Regions from separate parts of the Zea mays genome. Here region 1 is linked to region 2. The links are chromatin contacts, called in public Hi-C maps. All regions are on one chromosome and are shown on one strand. The core of a region is the stretch at or near the end of the contact, and the rest is flanking DNA. Distances in the headings are between cores, read along the strand shown.

The links. Hi-C and Micro-C count contacts between places; a contact is called where the count stands out from the background.
Region 1: a contact with region 2 is called in a Hi-C map of leaf, with 6 times the contacts expected there. The contact joins the promoter of LOC100279773 here to the enhancer-like site in region 2. A contact is called at or near these places in 6 of 25 Hi-C or Micro-C datasets (bundle sheath, ear, leaf and 2 more).

Annotation. Positions count from the first base shown.
Region 1 is chr2:221,816,791-221,821,405 of Zm-B73-REFERENCE-NAM-5.0, forward strand. LOC100279773 reads left to right here and starts at 1,746. Exons shown (of 22, transcript NM_001152731.1): 1 at 1,746-2,048; 2 at 2,832-2,868; 3 at 2,945-3,021; 4 at 3,154-3,224; 5 at 3,419-3,505; 6 at 3,594-3,715; 7 at 3,846-3,965; 8 at 4,062-4,139; 9 at 4,227-4,282; 10 at 4,404-4,473. The coding sequence starts at 3,685.
Region 2 is chr2:221,656,033-221,660,896 of Zm-B73-REFERENCE-NAM-5.0, forward strand. It overlaps LOC100279874, which reads left to right. Exons shown (of 22, transcript NM_001152827.1): 18 at 1-28; 19 at 683-814; 20 at 882-1,230; 21 at 1,356-1,594; 22 at 1,721-2,223. The coding sequence ends at 1,813. Among protein-coding and RNA genes, the nearest start is that of LOC100279874, 20 kb to the left of the region's middle. Within about 2 kb of position 2,514, at least 20 of the 20 cell types and tissues checked have an H3K27ac peak or open chromatin away from gene starts, as enhancers often do. A contact at or near this core is called in bundle sheath, ear, leaf and 2 more, where this site is marked.

The sequences.
Region 1 (4,615 bases), core at 496-2,995, 160 kb after region 2:
AAACCTGAAGCTGCAAAGTTGGAGTTGATTCACCCTGGTGCACCGGACAGTCTGGTACGCCAGACCAAGGCACACTTCGGTTTCCTTTTTGCTCCGTTCTTTTGAAGCCTAACTTGTTCTTTTGATTGGTTTGTGTTGAACCTTTGGCACCTGTAGAATGTATAATATAGAGCAAACTAGTTAGTCCAATTATTTGTGTTGGACAATTCAACCACCAAAATTATTTAGGAAAATGTTTGACCTTATTTCCCTTTCAATATCCTCATGCTCTAACGTAGGTGCATTTTGGTCTAATAGTCCACCCGCATTTAATTTGTCATCGCAGTCGTGACTTTGTGTCCATGTGGTAACGAAACTGGTGAAACAGTTATCATTTTAGGTTGATTTATCTTTTCTAACATGAAAATTTGTTATTTTGCTTTAGAAAATGGTAATTAGCCGAACCTATAAGACCATACTAAGGTTATCTTCAGCATATCCTCTATCTCAACCCCAATTTTATCCCCTATTTCAAATTTCACTTTGCAAATAGTGTCATCTATAGTTTCGTGTCTCATATTTTGCACTGCATGCTGGAGACAGCCTAAAGACATCAAATTGGGCGAAACCAAAAAAATTGGTCTGGTTTCTCGTTACCGGATCAGAAATGTTTTCCGCTGTATTTAAATTGCGTCCAAATTTTATTTAAAAAAATTAAAAATAAAAATGATAAAAGGTACATGTTTTTGTGAGTAACACGATACATCATATATTTAAATCTTATGAATATCAGCATTTCGATAAAAACAACGATTTTCGCAAAAAAAAACTCTATTTCTCGGTCAGTTTTCACAGTTTCTTAGCGGTGTTTGAATTTCTTGACCCGTTTAAATTCAAATTTAATTTCTCGAGAAAAAAAAGAAAATTACCAAGAAACAGTGAAAACTGGTCGATATTTTTTTAACTAAAATTTAAAATATGTCAATAAATTCGGTTTTGGGCGAGAAACCATTGCCGGTGTAGGACAGAATTAGACTGTCTCCAATAAATATGTTATTATATTTAGGGGTGTTTGAATGCACTAGAGATAATAGTTAGTGGCTAAAATTAATTGAGACATCCAAACACTCTATCTAATAGTTCAGTTATTAGCTATTTTTTGTAAATTAGTTAATAGTTGAGTAGTTATTTATTAGCTAGCTAATTCTACTAACATTTTTTAGCTAACTAACTATTAGTTTTAGTGGGTGTTTGAATGTACTAAAGCTAATAGTTAGTTGGCTAAAAACTTACTAATGAAATTAGCTAGCTAACAAATAGATAACTAACTATTAATTAATTTACTAAAAATAGCTAATAGTTAAACTATTAACTAAGGTGTTTGGATATCTTCAACTAATTTTAGAAAATAACTATTAACTCTAATACATTCAAATCCACCTTACTATCTCATCTTTATTTTAAATCTCACTTTGCAACACTACAATCTATCCTATACTTTTTACCTAATATGCTGCGAACAGCCCGTTGGAGTGCGCGAAGCTGGGTGGAGGAGCCGTGGCGCCCGCGGCTTCCGGCGCAAGCTGCCGCGGTGCCGCCGCGTGGACTCCGGATGAGTCCAACGAGCCCATCCCATCGCATTGCGGATTTGCAGCTGCCAGCCTGACCAGTTGAGACTTGAGAGTGTGCGCAGGCGTCCGTGCGCTCCTCCCCCTCGCGGCCTCGCGTAATCCCAAACCCCGGCGTCGCTGTCGCCTCGCGTAATCCCAACTGAGTAGGGACAGAGAGGGCGGGCACCATCACGCGGCCCCAGATCCTAGCCACGCTCCCGCACCCACTCTTCCATCGCACGCACGGGCGAGTGCGGCAGATCGCTGGCGGATCCAATGCTGCTGCCCTGGTAGCTGCTGCACCGCGCGGCTGCTGGTTTGGTGCCCTCCGGCTGCGGCGCCGGGTCACTTTCGATGTGACCATCTGAGGAGGAAAGGATGGCGGCTTCGGCGGCGGCAGCGCCTGGGTCGGCTGAGAGGCAGGCGCGCGGCGGCGCGGCGTCGGCGATCGGCAACGCGGTGACTGCCCGGTCCCCTCGCGATTGTGTTCGGCTGGAATTTGGCGTGCGTTTGGTGCCCGGTGCCTTGCTCTGGTTGCTGGCCTGCTGGCTGGCTTTTTGGTGCTGGGATTTTTGGGTTCTGGCTTGCGGGATGAGCAGCCGCCTCCGTGTGGGTGGGGCGTTTCATGGATGGGCGGGTGGTGGCTGCTGCCTGCACGAGGCGGAGCGCGGGAGCGAGGATGGTGGATTGGTGGGAGCCGAGCTTGCTTCGGTTGATTCTGCCGCTGCTGGATTTTGTTTGGATTGGACAGCGATGGACCTGGGGAGCGGTGTCCGTGCCTGATGGAGGCGTTCGGATGTTTTGTAGTGAGTTCGTGAGATTGAATTGGGTAATGGCCCTGTTGAATTGCTACCAGAAATGTGGGAGGACACGGGCGTACGCTTTTCTTCCCCTCTGGGATGAGTGATGTCGTGTGGAGATGAGATGCCATGTAAGTAGAAAGGGTGCAGGATAGCAGCCTGTTAGCGTTCATTTTGTTCAATGGTGAGCCTTCTCACGCCCAAACCTAGGGAACTTCTCTCGATGTTTCAACCTGTATACGTTGTGAATTCATGGTGTGGTACATTAGGTACATAAGTTTTCATTGACCTTCTGTTGTGTTTTGTTTACTGCTTGTTTCAATCAGACTTGATTTTTCTATCTGAAACAAGAATTCTGGACAAGAAAACGTTCTTTAAGTCTGTTATTTGGTATTTACAGGTATAGGTACAATATTTCTGACATGTTTTGACCTTCTGGCAGGTATTTAAGAGTGGCCCTCTCTTCATATCATCGAAAGGTAAAACTATTAGTGGCACACATTGTTTTTTCCTTTGTTTCCAGACTGTAACAGTGTTACAATTACAATATTGTAGGAATTGGATGGAAATCATGGAAAAAACGTTGGTTCATCCTCACACGAACGTCACTGGTTTTCTTCAAGAATGATCCTGTTAGTATCTCTGTTCTTTATTCACAATAACTATGCTCATTGTCAAATTTTGCCTTTAATTACAGTTTATGAGTTATGCCAGTAGCACTCAGTTTTGTTACCTTTATGAGTGACTATTCTTGTCATTTTTAGAGTACATTACCACAGAGAAGTGGTGAAGTGAACCTTACATTGGGGGGGATTGACCTTAATAATTCTGGGAGGTATGTATCTATTTAACAAATATTCTTTTGAATCTTGATTGGTCATGCTTAATGTACTAAAGTTGTTTGTCGTTTGTGTATACCTCTCTCTCTAGACAGATAGATTACTGTTTGTTATCTTTTGTTGTATTTGGCACTCATTTGCAGTGTAGTGGTCAGGGAAGACAAAAGGCTGCTGACCGTCCTTTTTCCAGATGGCCGTGATGGTCGCGCCTTTACCTTGAAGTACACATGCTTACCTTTCTCCTAAACAGTTTGGTGCACTCGAGTGAGCCCAAAAGTTTAGTTATGAGTCTTATGATTCTGCTTCCTGCATTGTTGTGCCTCGTCAGTTTTTTCATAAGAATGCCTCCTTTTCTTAATATACAGGCAGAAAGTTCTAAAGATTTGTTCGAGTGGAAAACATCACTGGAAGAAGCTCTTGCACAAGCTCCAAATGCAGCTCTTCTGATGGGGCATAATGGAATATTTCGCAATGACACAACAGATGTGTATGAAGAGGCTATTCCAAATTGTTGGTTCCCTTACAGTTTACACTATCATCATGTGACATGCTCCTCTTCGCTATAAACTTAAATATATATCTGAATTTTTTCCATATGTTTCGTCTACTGACTGCAGGGAGAGAGAAGAGACCTACCAAATCACTAGTTGTTGGCAGGCCAATACTACTTGCACTGGAAGATATAGATGGCAGTCCTTCTTTTCTGGAAAAAGCTTTGTGTTTCCTTGAGAAACATGGTAGGACCAACCAATGTTCATTGTCACCAAAGTTTGGAACCTGGTGCACTTTACTGTTACAAATATTTTATTTGAAGTATGAATATTTTCTTGCAGGAATAAAGGTGGAAGGAATTTTGCGTCAAGCTGCAGATGTGGAGGAGGTTGACAGGAGATTGCAAGAATATGAGCAAGGTTTTTGTCGTTGCTTTTTGTATTTCGATTTAGTTTCAGTTTTGTTGCATGTATAATTCAATATGTGATTGTATCTTTCGATTCCAGGAAGGACAGAGTTTGCACCAGAAGAGGATGCTCATGTTATTGGTGACTGTGTAAAAGTACCTTTCTGTAATTATCATGATATGTTGTTATAACTATTAATGTTAAAGAGTTTCAATAGTTTTTCCCTTCCTGCTTGCCCACTGTCTGAATGTATACACATGTATGATGTATCTGCAGCATGTTCTCCGGGAGCTTCCATCTTCTCCTGTTCCAGCTTCCTGCTGTACAGCATTATTGGAAGCTTTCCGTAAGTGTTTTATTCGTACTAATCTGAATATGCTTCCTTGGTTATGGATGGTGTTGTGTCAACTTGTATTATTTGAACTTAGTAACTGTTTTACTAGAGCTCTTCCTAAAAAACAACTGTTTTACTAGAGCTGTTGTATTTA
Region 2 (4,864 bases), core at 1,264-3,763:
TCCACCTAGCACACCTCCCAACACTCAGGTATTTGTGATTCAGGAGATATTTTTTTTAGCATCACATGTATGTGAACAACCCTACATGGCAGTTGTTTTTGAGAAGCTTCTCAGTGGCTAGTATGATTGCCCAGTTCGTTGCAGTGAGTATTTGGTACACTATGTGGGAATTTTTTAAGTTACCCCCTGTCTCACTTGCACGTCTTTGTGCCATTAAGACAGTGCAAAATAGCACTTATTTGGTTTCCTGTGTTTTGGTGCTGTGTATGAACGAAATAAGTGTAATGTTGGATATATTTGGTACTCCCTCCATTCCAATTTATAATTTGTTTGACTTTTTTACCCCAAGTTTGACTAACTTGTCTTATTAAAAAAATGTAGTTATTTATTAACTTTTACTGTTAAATCCTTTAGCATATAATATACTTTAGGTATGGCTTTTAATTTTCCATTTTTCCACAAAAAAAGAACAAACTTGGCACAATAAATTGGGACGAAGGGAGTATGTCTGAACATGTAGCCCTTATGTATTTGAAGTTTTTCTTGGTCAAGTGTCTGCTACTTTTGAGTTTTGACCAGCAGAATTTCACCTCATCTAAAGTTAATGAATGTTTTATGCCTTTTTCCATTTAAAGGAATGCAAAATTATTACTCACTGTTTCTTTTGACATTTTTTTTGCAGCAACAGCCAGGCCCTTCACATGTACCAGTGCCTCAGCAAACAGTAAAGACATTTACTCCTGCGAACCCAGCTGGTCTAAAAAACCCGGGACAATATCAGCAACCTAATACCTTAGGTTCCCAGCTTTACACGGTAGGTATACTGGTGACCTATATTTACTAGTATTTCTGTGATATTAGTTACAAACTGGTCTTAACAGGGCGCTACGAATCAACCGTATTCTTCTGGACCATCTGCTCCTTATCCAAGCGGACCTCCAACAACATTTCATCAGCCTGTAGCACCTGTTCAATATCAGAGTGCTGCTCCACCAGTATCTTCTTTTGGTCCAACCACCCCTGTACCAGGAACAGTCCCTAACCAGATGTTTCCCCATTCTGCTGCTACTAACTCGACTTCCAGGTTTATGCCATCGAACAATCAAAGCTTTGCTCCAAGGCCAGGTTTAAGTCCTGTGCAGCCCTCAAGTCCAACACAGGTGCAGGCACAGCCAGCTCCTCCTGCACCTCCCGCGACTGTGCAGACAGCTGATACGACAAAAGTGTCTGGTATGTCTACTGCAGATGCAAGGCTTCCACCTTGTTATATTCTGGTTTCAAGGAATATTTCCTCCTATCTCTGTGATTCTATATGAGGTCTACGAAGTATGTAACCACTCATGTTGTCTTTGCAGCTGAGCTGAGACCTGTTATTGGTACACTAACCAGACTATTCGACGAGACGACCAAAGCCTTGGGAGGATCACAAGCTACTCAAGCAAAAAAACGTGAAATTGAGGACAATTCGAGGAAAATAGGGGCATTATTTTCAAAACTAAATAGTGGTGACATATCTCCAAACGTTTCATCAAAACTCATTCAGCTGTGCAGTGCGATTGATGCTAGCGATTTTGTCACCGCGATGCACCTCCAGGTAGATTGGACGGTTGATCTTTTTAGGTTCTGTTGCGCCTGTCTTCTCCATATCCTTTTGAAAGTTTGGATACCATTTCCCCCCCTCGACTTCTAACTCTCTGCAACTGCACAATGTTGGTGTCAGGTACTCTTAACGACAAGCGACTGGGACGAGTGCAACTTCTGGCTTGCGGCATTGAAGCGGATGATCAAGACAAGGCAGAATTTCAGAATGTAAACCTTGTGTGGCCTTCTCCTGCACCCAGTTATGTACACACCTTTTCCCGCTGCTTGCCAGAAATGATAGCGTTTGCGGTTCAGAGGATTCTCCAGCACAGCGGTTGTTATCATGCAGCTTTTGCTCTGGGCCTTTGATTCTGCCTGCGAGTTGGTGAAATCGCCCTGATACTTCCGTGCTCTTATATACATTTCGATAATAGTTTTGGTTTTCTGACATCTACTGTAAGGTGACCTGTTGCTGGGTTGTTGGTTATCTGAATATTAATTGTAAGAGGCCACTTAGTCTGTTATAGCTGGTGGATCGCCTTTATCAAACAATATTTTTTTTTTTTGCACTGAGAATTCTGTCAGTTCGGACATTCGAAGAACTCTAGATGGTTAATACGAGTGACAGTGGCTTGTTTTTTTATTGGTACTGTCAAAAAGAAATCAATAAACCTGTGGATTTTTGAGGTCCGTATTGCCTGTTGGACGTGCCGCTTGTGCTCTTCGCAGCCGTTGACTTCCGGCTAGGATGCCTGAGGTCTGACCTGTCTTAATATTTGTCAGTGACCATCTCTCATTCCATTTCCGTATGTAGTACATTGATCTGATTGCTATGTTGGACAGTTAGTTGCACTGCGCATATGTCCTAAAGGGGGGCTAGAAGAGAATCTGCAGCCACAGCCAGACACCAGCAGGAGGCCCACTGGGCACAGAGAGCTGCTCCTGGTGGTTTGAACTGTCCTCCTACGTCTCGTACCTATCCAAGCGATGGGGACCAGGGCCAAGCGCAAGCAGCCAAGCCGTCATATCATATAATATACTAATAACAGCTTAGCAACCCCCAGGAACCACCCAATCCAGATTATCCTGAATCCCACGGGGAATTATTTGCACGCAGGCAGGCAGATGGTGCAGTCCCCCTTCTTCCATGTCATGTCATGCAGTCAGTTCAGTGCAGGCCTCAGCGTTATCTGATAGTGCAGCCGCAGCCATTGCTCTCCGAGTATATTATTAGCCGCCCCGCCCATGATGTTATTTTAGTGCATGACACGGTGCTCCACCATGAGGCGCTAATCCGCTAATAAAAGACATCGTTGTTAGTGTTGATGCGTGATGAGGTGGGATCGATCGGCTCCTGGACAATCCTCATCTCCTCGTCCCTCCAAGCTGGACAGCACTAGTTTATCCTCAACCACCGGTCCCGGATGCCGGCTGCCCCCAGGCCCCACCAGCAGCCCAGCTACCACACCACACTGGATTGCTGCAGAACCTAGGCAGGAGCGGCTGATGCTGGGTCTGTTTGGTTCAACTTTTTTCTGACTAGCTTTTCTGAAAATCTGGCTATGGGGAGAATCTGGCTGTGGAGAGAATCTGAGTATCATTACGATTACGTGTGGAGGAAGATAAAGTTGTTCATAGGACTCAGGATCTAGAAAGTGATGGATTCCTACTACTACAACGACTCAACCGATTATGTGTTTATGTTGATTTTAGATGGTTTTTGCCCCAACAAATTTTATAAAAGCTGGCTGAAAAGCTGAGCGTTTTGACAGTCTATAACAGCTTTTGGTGGCCAGAAACTACCATAAGCCGAAACAAACAGAGCCGTGCATGCCTCTCCATGGCAGTACAAACCCAGCTCGCCCGGGCGTGCTGCTCGATCGATCTGGAGAGTATTTTTTTAGCACACCAATCCAGCTCGGTTGCTTGCAGCAAATGATGGGTGCAGTCCTGCAGGATCCAATGATGGATTGACTTGTTAACGATCTTTGAGGAACTGCTGGTTGACGTGGCGTCAGACTGTCAGCGAGCGATCGATCTTTCCTTCTTCCTTTCAAGGTAGGACCTCGTTGGAATCCAGAGAACACAACCGTCCGCCACCGGGGAGGCTGCCTGCTGCCGACCGGCTTCTATCCACGGACGCACCAGCACCACCTAGCACCGTCCGCCACCGGCCACCGGGGCAGGGTGGGCGGCCGGCCGGCCGGCCTAGTCGTAGTTGATGCCATGTCATTCTCGCCACCAGCCGGTCCATCACGACGACGACGACGGCGACTCGGGCGTGTGTCAGTCCAGCTGGTGCCACGCACGGCATGGTACAGTGTCATGTCATGCATGACCAGGTTCGTTAGTTGGTTGGGTTCATGATTAGTTAATGAATTTAATTAATCCAGCGTACTGTAGTGCGTCCTAACTAATAACCGCGCGCGATCGTTCCGGATTAGATGATGCGTCGTGCGTGGTTGTGTGGAGGCAGAGCAGCTTCGGATTAGGTGCTTTAAGACATGGATCTGGACATAAAACTGCCACGGATTATTCAGTAACCAAGCATGACTCACACAAACAAGCAACTAAAACTGTCACCTACGACCGACTAGTAGTGACCCAACAAGGAGATTACACCGCTCAAGTTCGTACAACTTGGACGAGGTGCATGCCATGCCAGCTTATTATTGGCAGCATATATATGACACGTATGTACGCGATGAGCGGAGAGCATACGGCAGCGGTCTGCGCACGCAACGCAACGGCGCGGCAGCAGCTAGCGACGCGCCAACTGACACCGCCGCGCGCGGCCCGATCAAGCTCGCCGTGGCCGTGGTCGCTGCTTCCCTCCTGCGCCGAGCTGAGCTCGCATGGTTGCCTGGGCTGGGCTGCGCCCGTCCGTCACACGCTTCGTCTCGAAGCAAGCTTCGGTCTCTTTCACCTTCAGAAAAAAAAAATGGACAAAAGAATAGGAAAAGCAATAATGTTTGTATGTGTGTATGTATATAAGCCTGGTCGTCTCGTCTCTATCACCTTCGTCGTCGTCAGATATAACAAAAAATAAAACCCACAAAGAAATGAACAAAAAAGAGGTGACAATGCAGGTGAATAGCCCAGTCACTTTCACCCCCATCATGAGAAAAAAAAAGAATCCACACATGAAAAGAAAATAGAAAAGTATTGGCGCAGGTAATACGCCTCGTCTCTTTCATGTTAAGAAAGAAGAGAGAGAGAGAGAGAGAGCTTGCTGGTCATCACTTTCTGCCCTGCTGCCTTAGCTTGGTGGCCTAACAAAGGT